5 separate regions of the Mus musculus genome follow, and all the other regions are linked to region 5. A link is a contact called in public Hi-C and targeted proximity ligation data. All regions are on one chromosome and are shown on one strand. The core of a region is the stretch at or near the end of the contact, and the rest is flanking DNA. Distances in the headings are between cores, read along the strand shown.

Region 1 (2,700 bases), core at 73-2,572, 290 kb before region 5:
CTTTGTGTGCCAACTTGACACAGGCTGGAGTTATCACAGAGAAAGGAGCTTCAGTTGGGGAAGTGCCTTCATGAGATCCAGCTGTAAGGCATTTTCTCAATTAGTGATCAAGGTGGGGAGGCATTGTGGGTGGTGCCATCCCTAGGCTGGTAGTCCTGGGTTCTATAAGAAAGCAAGCTGAGCGAGCCAAGGGAAGCAAGCCAGTAAGTAACATCCCTCCATGGCCTCTGCATCAGCTCCTGCTTCCTGACCTGCTTGAGTTCCAGTCCTGACTTCCTTGGTGATGAACAGCAATGTGGGAAGTGTAAGCTGAATAAACCCTTTCCTCCTCAACTTGCTTCTTGGTCATGATGTGTTGGGCAGGAATAGAAACCCTGACTAAGACACCTGGTTAGAAAAATGCTTTTTAATAACTTAAAATATTACTTGAGTTTATCCACCTGGACCAGGACCTGGATGATAAGTTGTGGCTATCCACTTACGTGCTGCTGCAACACAGGCATGACACATCCTTGCCATCAGAAGAGGCAAGATCCTTTCTTGTCTCTTCCCCAATTGGGGACAAGCTGTTATAAATCTGAGCAGCAGACAACAGCACGTACCATTCACTTTGCTCCTGCGGTCACCAGGTTGAAGGGGCAGAGGTGATCCACCTGAAGGACAGCTTTTGGATCTCACTTATGAGTGAGGAAGGCTTCTGTAAGGAGGGCTGACTCTCCCCAGACATGAGAAATTCCATTCAAACACAGCACTGATGGGCTGAAGTGGGGCTAACAGTCCTGTAAGCAAGACTTTGAAGGAATCAATGGGTCTTAGGAGAATGTAGACAAAGGGCTTCCTCCCACCTACTGACAAATCTCAGCTGGTAGCTTAGCAGGTACTCTCTGGCTATCTGGCACAAACTGGGAGGCATGCAGATCTAACTGAAAGCAGCTGGCATTTGAAGGGAGATAGAGGAGGCCACACTAGTATTCTTGGAGCCACTGCTGTTTGCATGTCTAATGAAGGATCAAGGATGCTTCTCTAGAAGGTTGGCATGGAGACTAAGAATGACGTATTAAAGCACCTGATATGTTTAACTAGTATTGATAATCTGTTGCTTCTAGAGCATCAAAACAAGCTTCGCTCCTTAGTCTTGTCTCTTATCCACTCTCCAAATCACTCCATGAGGGCTTAATCTGGGCCCGTTTGTCAGACAGCCATCCTCTGCTAGGTTGGGTGGTTTTACTCAATCGCACAGGTACTTGCTCTCCACTTTCCCCAGCCTGCAGGCTCAGCTTCTTCCCCCATCTGCCTTTCTCCTAGATGAGCCAGGACTATGTGGCAATCCCTATTTTCTTGAGCCATTTATTCTTTCTGGATGGTATTTGTGAGGCATTAGGCTGAGGGCTAGCCTTTGAGTCTTGGATGTAAATAAGAAATCAAATCTACTAAATTCTCCACTCCATCCTGTTTACTGAAAGTAAAGCCTCTGTTTACCTACAATTCTTTCAGTATTCTTGCACAGAGCAGCGCTTCTCAACCTGTGGGTCAAAACACAGTTGGGGTCACATATCAGACATCCTGCGTATCAGATATTTACATTATGACTCATAACAGTAACAGAATCACAGTTATGAAGAAGTAGTAACATAACTTTATGGCTGGGAGTCACCACATCATCAGAACTGTGTTAAGTGGTCACAGCATTAAGAGGGTTGAGAGTCACTGGGGTAGAGTCTAGCCTATGGTAATTTTTCAGATCCTTCCCTACAAAGTCATGTGTCAAAGTTGAGCATGACAGAGTAAAGGTTGATTCAGGGAAATGCTGAGGTCCCCTCCTTTTTGTTGGAGAAACTGGGTTGTGTGGGCCACACCCTTAGTTAATCTGGACACAGATTAAATCAATTTACTATGCACCTGCCTGGTATGCATGAAGAAATAAGAGTGAAATTACAGTTTGTTTGTTTCTTCGTTTGTTTGCTGGCTTTTAGAAAAATGCACGGCACTAGAAGTCATTGTGTTAAGTAAAGCAAGCCAGACCCAGAAAGATAAGTTATAAAGGTTTTCTTTCATATGTAGTTTGTTGGGGAAAGACATGAACATAAGAAGACTTTTAGGGGTGTGAGGGGAGGGAAGGAAGAAGAGGGTTAAGAAAGGATAACAAGAGTGAATGTGATTGGATTAAGCACCAATATTAAAATGTCATGGTGAAACCCCTTTGCCTTGTACATTTTTTTTTAATTCATAAAGGAAAATAACATGTAGAAAAGTGAACTCTGGCATTTTACTAACTGCCACTGGGGAGGAAAGGAGCAGGCAGATAGGGCCACACCGTGTCTGTATTTTCTTATTTTGGTTCTTTCAGTTAAGAATTCCCAAAGTAAGTGAGGTATTTTAAAAAAAAATTCTTATCAAGCCTGCCCAGCGTGGTAGTTATTTATTATATTATTGTTAAGCCTTGTATGCCTGTAATATTTCATAGTAACTTTTATCACAATGATTGTTTCCCCTTTGCCTAAGCCTTAAGAGGTCTCTTAGATCTCACAATGAACATGGAACCAGAACCCCAGAGACCGCCCAAGTAGCAGAAGTTTCTTTTCTTTTTTTTCCCTAAACACTAAACACCCTTTGGTGGCTATTTCGGGTTTCCTTTCCGACCCAGTATTTCAGGAGTGAGCTGCATGCAGGTCACGGGAGTTGAGCCTGGAAAATCCCAGT
Region 2 (2,754 bases), core at 74-2,573, 390 kb before region 5:
GAGGGCATTAGTGGTATTAGTGGTCTTATATTGCTGCAAAACTATCCCTACAATCCCTAGATTGTAGTTTGTATCCCAAACTACAGCCCTATAATCATTAAATAATAATTCTTCATTTCTCCCCGCCCCCCCCCCCCACCACACACAACCCCCAGGCCTGGGACTACTGTTTTGCTTCCTGTCTGCAGTAGCTACTTAGTGTAAGCAGCTGTGATAGCTGCTAAGGATTGGTATAAATGGCTGTGGTGTAAGTGGCTCTGGTAGCTCATGGTGTAAGCAGAAATAGTACAGTGGCCGTCCTTTCTGTCTGGCAGGTGTCACTTGCCATAATGTTTTCAGTGTCTAAATATCTACGGCACATATCAATTAATGTGGTCTGTCTTAAGGCCAAGTAATAATGCCGTCTGTGTGTATCCGTGCTGCCGTTTGGTTTTGTATCATCGATGGGCATGTTATCATCTTGCCTTGAATATGTCCTTCATAAGAGGTGAGATCAGAACACTTAAAAGGTCAGTCATCTAGAACGTCCCTTAGTCACAGAAGTTGCTGGACTGACTTGACGTCTGGTCTGCTTGCTCATGTATTGTGGGTAGAACTTGGTCTGGGACTTTCTTTATAACCCAGTAACCAGGCTATCAGGACCATCTAATCATCACCTGCCTTTAACTAAAATTACCACCCCCACCCCCAAACATAGGAAGAATCTAGGGATTGTGCCCCTTAATTTGTTTATGTGACTTTTTACTGTGGGCATGAGGATCTTACCCTAAGACAATTTCCTCTTACGTCGTTGTTTTCCCCAAAGGCAGCCCCGCTCCCCACCACGCACAACAGCCCCAGAGCAAATTGCCCAATGGTGGAATTTTGAGCCTAGCTTCATAGCCTCCTGTAAGTGGATCCACTATGGGCCTGTGCTTCACTCCCCTTCCCACACCATGACTCCTCTCAACCCTTCTCATGCCCTCTGGCGCTCAGCTCAGCACGTACCTGTCTACAGTGGCCAGGGGCAGGTCCTGGAAAGCGAGGTGCTGTCTGAGCACGTGGTTGAACATCTCTTTGTTTTCATTTGCTTGGCGGTAGGTGCCCCAGAAAATTCCACTCAGAAGGATCACAAACCCCATGGGCAGAAGCACGTAGGCCACAACCAGATTCCTCTGGGAGTGGAAGATGGAGTTGGAGATGAAAAAGCCACCCAGGCAAATCATCAGGAAGCCGGTGAGGAGGGAGAGGGCGCACAGGATCAGCCCAGTCCTGTTCTGCATCCTTCTTCTTGGAGCCCCTCTGATCCTGCCACTCCTCTGCTTCCAGGCCTGCTGGGGGAAGAGCACTCACTAGCCAGGTCACAGCCTTATATACAGGAACAAATGGCCTTTGAACAATTAAATGAAGCAGGCACCGGGAAGCTATTCATTAACCACTGGAAGTTACTGTAACATCCTCCAGGGGGAACCTAGAAACATAACATTGTGTCCTCGGGGGGGGGGGGGGGGGGGGGGAAGGGGAGGTTGTGGGTAGCCAGTATGTTCCTGGTTGGTGGGTGGGACCTCAGCTGCTCCCAGGTATTGGAAGAGAGGTCGGAATCTTTTTGAGTATGAAGGCACTGGTCTCTCAGCCCTCGCTGTAGGGAACTCTGTACTGAAAGTTAAAGACGTTAGCATCTGTCTACAAACTCTTGCCTTCATTGTTTGGCAAAGACTCCTTTCCTGATTTCATTTTCTCTTTCCGTACTAAAAGTACATTTCGCCAAGGCTCTTAGCGCTCTGTCTTTGCCTACGTCAGTGACTCTACCCTTCATTGTCCCAATACTCTGATTCTGGGAAAATTCCATGGGAGCAGGCCAGGAAGTGATCTTTCTGTTGATAGAAGAGAATTCCAGAAGGAGAGGGAGCACACTGGAGAAGGACCGGGGCCGGGGGTGGTGGCACCTGGTGTAATAACTGCTGTTTGAATTCTGCTGCCAAATTTTCCCGTTGTTGGGGTGCAGATATTGCAACCCATCGTCCCCTCTGACTGACGGGTGCTAGTTAAGTATTTATTCTGTGTGACTTTAGTGCAGGCTACCATTCCTGGTTCATTATATATGTTTCACCCAAGTCTCTCCCTGCTCTCAAAAAAAAAAAAAAAAAAAAAAAAAATCCATAGGCATTTGACCTAAGGGCATTGTCCTCATAACGCTCTAGCATGATATAGCTATCATGTATACCAAGAGAGTACACATCATAAATTTCTCCTATTACACCCTACTCTTTGGCCCCCACACGGTCTCACAGGGCACAGTGACAGATGAAAGGCTGTAAGAAAATCTGAAACCTTCCCCCTAAAATATGTCTTAGGTAAAATGTATCTTAGCAGATGCTGCCAAACCATGTCCCTTGCCCTCTTTCCCTGCGTCTCTGCTCTGTGTCACATTGCCCTAGGAACGGTCTAGGAGCTACCTTCTGCACTCAGTCTGTGGTTATAAACTCCTCACTGCAGACCTGCCTCAGGCTGTACTTCCTACCTTTCTTTTATTTGGTGCCTTGGCACGTCCACACCACACCAAGAGACTTCTCTCCCCACTGGGGCTCCTGAGTCACTTCCTAGAGGCTTCCCACATTCCTCCATTGTCATCCCTGGTCGTTTGCTTTTCCAACAGGAAAATGTTTATTTGTGCAGAGTCACAGTATTTATACTTATATTCTTTAGCCTTGTTCCCGACGTTTCCTTAGCTCCACCTCTGAGTTAGGGCTAGGAGAGACAGGAAGACACTGCAGT
Region 3 (2,873 bases), core at 55-2,554, 420 kb before region 5:
CTCTCCCTAAACGGACTGCTGGTGTATCTGTGAAGTGTTTGTGAGTGGATCAAGCTGCTACTGCTGACCTGAAAACTGAATTGCTGATTTCCAGACCAGGTCTATATGAGCAACACAGAGAGGCTGGGATCCCAAGAGAATCACGTTTGTGGAGACCAAAACTTGGATTTCAAATTTTATCATGTCAGGATGTCTTTGGATAATTTTTTAAAAATCAGTTAATAGCATAAAATCATGTTTAGTTCATAGGCTATACCCAGCCTGAGTAGAGGCCAGGTTCAGATCAGGGACTGCATCATGTGAGCCTTCTGAACGTGACAGCTGCACAGGTTCCTGTGACATTAGTGATGCATAGATCCAAATGTCTTTGTCTGAAGATTTTATCTTATAAAAGGTAAAATTACAGGGCTGGGAAGAGGGATCTGTGGGTAAGGGCACTGGCTGCTCTTCCAGGTGACCTGGATTCAATTCTAAGCATCTATATGACAATTCACAGCTGTCTGTGACTCTAGTCCCAGGGGATCCAAGAACCCTCTTCTGGTCTCTGTAGGTACTGCATGTATGTGGTATATAGACATATGCTTAGACAAATACTAATACACATAAAATAAAAATAAGTGAAATATTTTTAAAAAGCAAAATTACACTAGTACTTATGTGTGTTTGTGAATCTGGATAAATTTCAAGATTTTTCAAAATCTGCAAAATTGGCCTAATGAGATTAAACATCTTAGCTTTTGATTATAACCAAACAGGGAAATGCTTTAAAATGTTTTTTGAAGTCTAAATTTTCAGGTATTTTGTTTCCTATTGGAAAGTTTCCTCCTCCTCCTCTTTTTCCTATGCCTCCTCCTCCTCCTTGTCCCCCTTCTCCCTTTCTTCCTTTCTTCCTTCTTTTTAAGCAGTAGCTTTGACATGATTTTTAGAGGAAAAATATTTTACCTACGCCAGAAAAAAAGGATTAAATGAAATGGAGAAAGAAAAGTCTAGTTGCCGTCTGTGTCAAACTGTTAGAACACGGACGGGCACTTCTCCAGCTGCCCAAGCTACACTGGTGTGAACAAACTTCCCTTGCAGGATTGTGAGGGACAGATGCCTTAAATGGTAACTCCCATACTCACTTCCAAATTCAGGATCCACCACAAGCAATGAGTCTGTCCTCAATGTCTATCCTTTGCTCTTAAGCATAACCTAGGGTCAGGATGGCCAGTGTGGTGTTCCCAAAATGCTGAGACACTTTGATGATGCAGTCCTGAGATCCTGCAGCTGGACGTGTCCTGCTGTTCTTCAGTCTGTGGGTGTTTGTTTCAGCGACTCAAGCTGTTCACTTCCGCTTGTGTTAACATTGTCTAAGTCATATTGACAGGGCTCAGGGATTTGCAGTTATTGAAAATTCACTTTTAGCTAGGAAAAAATGATAAGGAATTATAAAACAAGTATAATTATTGTTTATCAAACTACTTGGAAATTTCCCAACCCAAAGGATTCTTGGTTGGAGGCAACAGGCGCTGCTTAGAATTGCAGACTCATGCCTCCTCTCAGATCCACTGAACAGATCTGCACTGTCATAAGCTTGCAGGTGACTCACATGTACTTAAAAGTCAGAGAAGCCTTTAGTGGCTGGCCTTTGAGATCCTTATTTCTCCCTCTGCTTAGCAGGCTTGGCCTTCCTTCCAGATAAATCCTCAAATGCCAACCCAACTATCATGTACTTCCGAGGGCTCCTTAGCCTCCGCTGTTTCTTCCTACAGCTGGAAAATTACCAAGAGCACAGAAAACAACCCAAGAAAAAAAGTTGTCTCCGAGGCCCTCGGAAGATTTATTTCTGCTTTCCAGGTCAATTCACAGAAAGGAAAACAGGAAGACCAGTTTCACTTTGCATCTCCATAGAAACCTTACCTCAGTGTCAATCCACAAGTGAGCTTGTTTTCTTTGCATGCTATCTTAGCTAAGCTGCGAGACTCAAAATAAGCCCTGGATGAGGTGAAGAAACTTCTAATTTGATGTTTTTCCAAGACACGGAAGTCTTGCTAAATTTGTTGGTAGACAGTCTAGCACAACTCGCATTACAAGGAGAAGAGCAATTATTTAAAACACTAAGGGTTTGTATGACAGCTGAGTCTTAAAGGCACAGAACGTGAGAAGAACCATGCTCCTGTGACTGAGGACACATAAAGTGCATAGTGGCCCTCCAGGAACCCCACTGATGGCTTTGCACTGCAGGGAAGACTCCTTGGCTGTGGGTTCCCTTCCCATCCTCTGGTGCTATGGTGTTGGACTGCAGGTACAAAAAACATGGAGATGCTCTGCCACCTCTGAAAACTGCCCTGGTGTACCCAGAGTACCTTCCAGTCTGGCACAGAATTACTTAAAACCAACCCATCTTCCTAGGTCTTATCCTCTAGTGCTACAATTCCAGACTAGCAGGAAGTGAAGCCTAATTCTGACCCCTTTTGTCTCCAGATCTCTTCCAGCTGACTAGCCCTGTTAGAAAGCAGCATCCTCTAGGCGATACAGACAGGGACATCAGCTGTGCAAAACAGGCTCTGGGAGAACAACTGTACAGAGAGCCTGTTAACTCTCCCCAAGATAAGCAGTGTCACCAGTCCAGGTTGACCTCAGGAAGGGCTGGCTTGAAGGGACAAGGTGGTGCTTCTAACATGGAGGCAATGAAGGTCCTTGCCTAGGCCTCCACAGTTCCTCAGGGAGGAGAAAAGAGCTGGCGCCCTCAATTCCACTCAGTGGAAACGCCCCTGCTAACACAGGCCTGGGCCTGGGCATCTCTATTAAGCTCATCTCTCTCACAGTAGTTTGTCCGTTTCTTTCTTCCTATCTCTTGTTTACAAATATTTATTTAGTAAAATAAAACAGAT
Region 4 (2,850 bases), core at 242-2,741, 260 kb after region 5:
TGACTTCCCTCAGTGATAGGGTGTGACCTGAGAGTTGTGAGCTGAGATAAATGCTTTCTTCCTCTAGTTGTTTTCAGTCAGCGTTTTGTCAGAGAAACAAGCGAACTAGACTAGTTGTAAAATATTAATCTAACTTAAAGTAAGTGATATGATTTTATAACTTAAAATAAGGGCTTGCAACTGGGTAAGGCTGAGACTGTCAGCTCATAAGTTAAGTCTCAGTCACTATGCTACATGGGTTTATATGCATCTTAGTAAGACAGCATTATAGCCAGGTGTAGTGATGCATGCCTGTAAAACCAGCATTTAGGAGGCTGAGGCTGACCATGGAGAGTTCAAGGCCAGTCTGTACTACTTAGAAGACCTCTTCTTACGCAACAAAACCAACACAAACAAACGAAGCAGCGGCTGAGAGATGAGAGATGGCTTAGTGTTTCTTGCAGAGGATTCAATTCCCAGGTGGCTCACAGCTGCCAGGAACACCAGCTTCAGAGGATCTGATGTCCTCTTTGTCCTCTGGAGGCACACATGTGCACACACACACACATCTCTCTCTGTCTCTGTCTCCTCTCTCTCTCTCTCTCTCTCTCTCTCCCTCTCCCTCTCTCTCTCTCTCTCTCACACACACACACACACACACCCTGCACCAAATACATTAGTTTAAGAAATGAACACAATGTGTGTAGAAAGAAACTGGCAGTGCCTTTCAGCTGTGCCTGGCTCTTCCTCTGAACCACACAAGTCTGCCTTTTGGAGCTTAGTTTTCCTGCCTTGAGAAGATAACTTCGTAATACAGGCTCAACTCTCCCCTCCCCCTCCCCCCACTTGGGTGTGTATTGCACCCCTCCCTCCCTCCTTTCCTTCCTTTCTGTGTTGCCCAGGTTCCCCTCCCTTGCTTCCTGAGTGTTGGAATGTGCCAGAGGTCAATGTAGGGAAGAGGCCTTGTTGCATTAGAGAAACCAGTGGGGCCTTTTTTTTTTTTTTTTTTCCAAGACAGTCTCAACTTTGAACTCCATGTGTAACTGAGGCTGGCCTTGTTCTCTGCACCCTCCTGTCTCTGAGCCCCAGAACTGGGATTTTAGGGATGCTTCAGTGCACCTGGGGCATTGTTTTGCAGATCTGGGTTTAGCTGTCCAGCTTTGGCACCTCCTGGCTTCACCTCCCCCTTCACATACTGGGCATTGCTTGCCTAGGTCTTTCTTCCCCTAGCCCAGTGCTTGGCTGTGGGTTTCTTTGGCTCTCAGCTCAGCAGCCACAGCCACACCCTGAGGAGGCACTTTCCCTGGCTACCCCAATGACTGCTTCCTGCTTTCCAGAGTGTAGTGACCTAGCCAAGAGCATTGAGGCAGCCTGCTTAGCCTGTGGACTGGCTGCTTAGGGTTCTGTGTGTCTCCCCAGGAGGCTCTTCACTTCCCCTTCCAGCTCTAGGGCCAGTTCACTCTTATGCTTCTGTGGCTGTGTGGAGGAGGCTGGGGCAAGACTGGCCATTGGCCCCCATCCAGCCCCTTGGGAGACCAGCTGTCCTCGTTTCCAGTTATGTCCACACCAGCCTGGAACATGTGAGTGTTCCTTTGTAAGGAGCAGTCCTTTTGTGTGCCCTCTTCTGATTGTGACTGCGATTACTTCAGGTTGTTGATCAGCTTGAACAAAAGAGGGTCAGTTTGTCCCAGTTCCTTCAAACTCACGTTTCCATGGAAACCCAGACCTTCATTCATTGGCTACTATCAGCAGAGCACTCCCATGCCCAGGACAATGATAGTGCTGGAGAATAGGTTTTAAATACTTGTGGTTGTCCTTAGGGTAAAGCATATGCCTGTATGTAGCAGTCTAGAGTAAGTATTTTGCACAAAAGGCTAACATTTTCCATGTTTAAAGTATATTCTTATTTTTCTGCTTCTTATTCCTTTTGGATTTTAACAAAAAGTTTTGAAATTGTTTAAAAAAAAATCAGACTCTGTTCCAGAGATGGCCTCGAAAATTGTCATGTATGGGTACCTCAGTTAGTAAACAGAATTGTCTTAATTACATGCTTTTCCTCGGTAGTGCGTTAGTAAGAATCACCGCCATGAACATCCAGCTGCCCAGTAGAGTTTTGGTTGCTCATGAAGTGGTAGTTGGAACTGATGCTACTTTCTTGTCAGTGTGGAGTAGGTGGGGTGCATGTGACCCGCATACTGGTGTAAAGGAAGCTCTGTCATCAATGTAACAAACAAAGGCTCAGGGCCAGGGTGATGGTTCTAGCCTGATGGCCTGACTCGATCCCCAGGACTCATGGCAGAAGGAAAGAACAGACTCTTACAAGTTGCACTCTGACCTCCAGATGCATGCTGTGGCATGCCCCCAACAAACAAACAAATAAACAAACAAACAAACAAACAAATGTATATCTCGGATTCCATGTAGTTATTTTATTTTATTTGAACAGGTCTCATTATATAACCCTGGTGGCCTTGGAACTCACCATGTAAACTGGATGGCCTTGAACTCACAGAGATCTGCCTGCTTCTGCCTTCTGTGTGCTGGGATTAAAGGCCTGTGCCACTATGCACGGCCGGTTCCATTTGTTCATTCTTACTTGTAGGTGTCCTAAATTATACCTCACAGCGAGGACAAGAAATGGTAACTACGGTGGCTACTTAAAAACGATTCTTTGATTGTGCCAGCTTCATTAGAATGGTTAGAACAAAATGGCTTAACTATACTATACATTCCTCCCTTCATTTACTCTACATAAGGTAGGCCAGGGATCTGGCTCTGTTTCCCAGCACTTAGAGACCCGGGGGCCCTTCATCTGTTGAGAGAATCATGGGAGACTAACATGCTTTGTTTGAGGACTAACCTTCAAGATTG
Region 5 (2,700 bases), core at 32-2,531:
CACTACAAACTTCCCCTTTCCTTTGTGGCTTTTTGTGGGAAATCAGAAGCAATAGTATCCCAAGTCAGGTGGTACATGGAGGATGTTCTTAAACGCTTTGCTGCTGACCGCTGCTGTCATTCAATCCTTCTTGAGACCCTGGAGGCAAAAGACTCCTCTGACACTGTCTCTTAACTCTTGAAGCTCAGAGTTCTCCAGTGTCATAATGGCAACCCGAGACAATGCACAGACTCCTTCTCACACTGACATAAAAGCCAGGAGAACTACCAGGAGTGTGAGGAACCTGTTGGGGCTGCTGGGGGGGAAAAAAAAAAAAACAGCTATGAGGAGAACCAATCACCAGTCCTGACTACTCCTCATCCAAGAAGCATTCGGGTACTTCAGCCGGGCACTTCCTTATTCCTACTGTTGTTTCAGAATCCCATACATGTATACAATGTGTTTTCGATCAAACTCACCTGCCACTCCCAACTCCTACCGAACCACCCCACCCCTCCTCCCAATTTTATGTTCCTTTTTAAATTTTTATTTATTTATGTGTTTATTTGTTTATTTACTTATTTATTTTGACTAGGTCTCACTATGTAGCTCCGGCTGTTCTGAAACTCACTATGTAGCTCAAGCTGGCCTCGAACTCCATATACCTGACTCTGCCTCTCGGGTGCTGGGATTAAAGGTGTACACTACCACCGCTCTGAATTTTTTTTTTTTTAAACCGACTCCACTTAGCCCTAACAGTGTATACAGTGTAGGACCATCCCCATGGAGCTAGGACAGCCAATCAGAGGCCATATCCCAGAAGAAAACTCACCCTCCCTCATCCTATAGCCATCAGCAACCAATAGTTCCTCGGCTGAGCCTGGGGCTACGGAAGCCCCTCCTCCATTCATGCTGCCTGGTACTTCTATTGCCTAAGAGATGCGGAATTTGAGATGATCGGGCAGTTGAAGCTAGCTGTTAGAACTAGTTTTGTTTTGTTTTTTAAGCAAAGCTATTTTGATCACCAGCGTATCTTCAGAATCACCCACTACCACTCTGTAAAATTGTTGTCAGCGAATAAACTTGCAGGGGTCAGTGTTTACACACTAGTGCTGCCCAAGGGATACGTTGCGAGTTTGGCGCAGAGCAGGTTCTGGGTTCTGGTTAAAGGTCTGCACAGGGCTGTAGTGCTGGACCTGCGCGCAGGAGCCCAGCCGCGGCGCTCGGGGGGGGGGGGGGGCGGGGGGGGGCGGGGGGGGGGCACGGCCACCAGGTGGCACCACCGAGTCCTCGCGCGGGGCGGAGCGGCCGCGGAGCTGGAGTAGCATGTGGGCGTTCGGAGGTCGCGCAGCCGTGGGCTTGCTGCCCCGGACGGCGTCCCGGGCCTCCGCCTGGGTCGGGAACCCGCGCTGGAGGGAACCGATCGTAACCTGCGGCCGCCGAGGCCTACATGTCACAGTCAACGCCGGCGCCACCCGCCACGCCGTGAGTACGCGCTTCGCCGGGCCGCACACCGGAGCGCAGGCCGCGCCCGCCCCTATGCCGGGGACGCGCAGCGCGCACGCGCCGAGTCGCTCTGGTTGCGCGCGCGTTTGGGTGCAGGGCGCGCGCGGTGTTTGCGCGGGCTTCGGACCTTGGCGGTGGGGATGGGAAAAGACGAGTTTCCGTAATTAACACAGGATGTATAGCGTGTGCAGCAGGGCGTGTTTATTATTGTGTGCACTCCGAAGTTGCCTTTTTCAGGGCGTGAGACTAATGGGGTTGTGGAGTTGCTCTGAGCAGGGCTTTTTGTTGCTTGTTTGCCTCACTCTGTATCCCTGGCTAGCCTAGGATTGGCTGAGTACCCCAAAGTGGCTTCAATCCTGTGATCCTCCTGCCTCCTCTCTGCTGGGATCACAGGTGTAGCAGCAGAGCCCTAGAGTCCAGCTTTTGGAAAATGAGGGGATCTTGGTTCCACGTTCTGACTGCGCGGCGCTGGAGAGCCCTGTGACCTTGGGGAGACCCTAACTGTCTGGGGGCAGGGCTTGGCTTTCTGTTCCGAGGAGATTAAAGGGTAACACCCATTTTGCGATTTTGGCGGGAGAATTAAACTGTATTCGCAAAGGCCTTAGCACTTCAGATAAGTCTCGGTTCTTAGTAGATGCAAAGAACAGAATCTGTTACTCCGTGGCTTGAAAAGACAGCAGTAGGGTGAAGGAAGGCTTTCCGGAGAGGGCCGTGATAGATGCCAAAGAACGGGTCTGGGGAGCATTCTAGGAAGGGGAGAGCTATGGACAAAGGTGGAGTAGGCTGTGGGATAATAATGTCTACAGGTTTAAACCCAGCTTAGGATTCTTGAGGTCCTGTCATTAAAATAAAAAACAATAATAAAAATAGGGCTAGCTTTGTAGCTCAGCAGTGACATGGTCACTTAGCGTTCAAGAGTTCTTGGGTTCTTTCTATAACACTGAAAAAGAAAGTTTAAAAACAAAACAAACAAAAGTGGACTGGTCAGAGAGAGAGACGGCTAGGGTTTGAAGGGCCGAACCTGTAACCCATGCTTCCTCAAACACTTTCTTGGATGTTTACTGCCCTGTTCTTCCCTTGCCTGGCGCCTGACAGCTGGGCTCCAGTTGCAGCTGTGCACTTTGGATTTCTGCATCTCTGAGAGCCTGAGCAACTTTGTCTTTGGCATCTCCGTTTCCTCGCCTGTACAATGCAAATACAGTCGGTCCATCTTTA

Evidence for each region. A called contact is a pair of places that touch in the nucleus more often than the background predicts.
Region 1: a targeted proximity ligation map of pancreatic cancer cells shows a contact between it and region 5. A contact is called at or near these places in 1 of 39 promoter capture datasets (pre-B cells), 1 of 484 Hi-C or Micro-C datasets (neutrophils), 10 of 130 datasets of targeted methods (acute myeloid leukemia, astrocytes, bone marrow-derived macrophages and 6 more) and 1 of 9 other capture datasets (adipose tissue).
Region 2: a contact with region 5 is called in a targeted proximity ligation map of pancreatic cancer cells. A contact is called at or near these places in 11 of 39 promoter capture datasets (the 3T3-L1 cell line, the HPC-7 cell line, cranial neural crest and 7 more), 2 of 484 Hi-C or Micro-C datasets (the HPC-7 cell line and nephron progenitors), 9 of 130 datasets of targeted methods (bone marrow-derived macrophages, embryonic stem cells, forebrain and 4 more) and 2 of 9 other capture datasets (adipose tissue and embryonic stem cells).
Region 3: a Hi-C map of nephron progenitors shows a contact between it and region 5, with 4 times the contacts expected there. A contact is called at or near these places in 34 of 484 Hi-C or Micro-C datasets (the 63-12 cell line, the AML12 cell line, B cells and 17 more) and 10 of 130 datasets of targeted methods (the NIH/3T3 cell line, bone marrow-derived macrophages, embryonic stem cells and 3 more).
Region 4: a contact with region 5 is called in a targeted proximity ligation map of extraembryonic endoderm stem cells, with 3 times the contacts expected there. A contact is called at or near these places in 2 of 39 promoter capture datasets (the 3T3-L1 cell line and hippocampal neurons), 4 of 484 Hi-C or Micro-C datasets (cranial neural crest, extraembryonic endoderm stem cells, myocytes and 1 more), 4 of 130 datasets of targeted methods (embryonic midbrain, extraembryonic endoderm stem cells, pancreatic cancer cells and 1 more) and 3 of 9 other capture datasets (adipose tissue, liver and pancreatic islet).

What each region holds. Positions count from the first base shown.
Region 1 is chr19:24,572,058-24,574,757 of GRCm38.p6, reverse strand. No RefSeq gene overlaps it. Among named protein-coding and RNA genes, the nearest start is that of Gm50341, 17 kb to the right of the region's middle.
Region 2 is chr19:24,672,577-24,675,330 of GRCm38.p6, reverse strand. Tmem252 (transmembrane protein 252) reads right to left here and starts at 1,323. Exons shown (of 2, transcript NM_183160.3): 1 at 988-1,323. The coding sequence starts at 1,262.
Region 3 is chr19:24,697,767-24,700,639 of GRCm38.p6, reverse strand. All of the region lies in intron 10 of Pgm5 (phosphoglucomutase 5), which reads left to right. Among named protein-coding and RNA genes, the nearest start is that of Gm38581, 8.0 kb to the left of the region's middle.
Region 4 is chr19:24,015,667-24,018,516 of GRCm38.p6, reverse strand. All of the region lies in intron 2 of Fam189a2 (family with sequence similarity 189, member A2), which reads left to right. Among named protein-coding and RNA genes, the nearest start is that of Fam189a2, 14 kb to the left of the region's middle.
Region 5 is chr19:24,279,171-24,281,870 of GRCm38.p6, reverse strand. Fxn (frataxin) reads left to right here and starts at 1,281. Exons shown (of 5, transcript NM_008044.3): 1 at 1,281-1,464. The coding sequence starts at 1,306.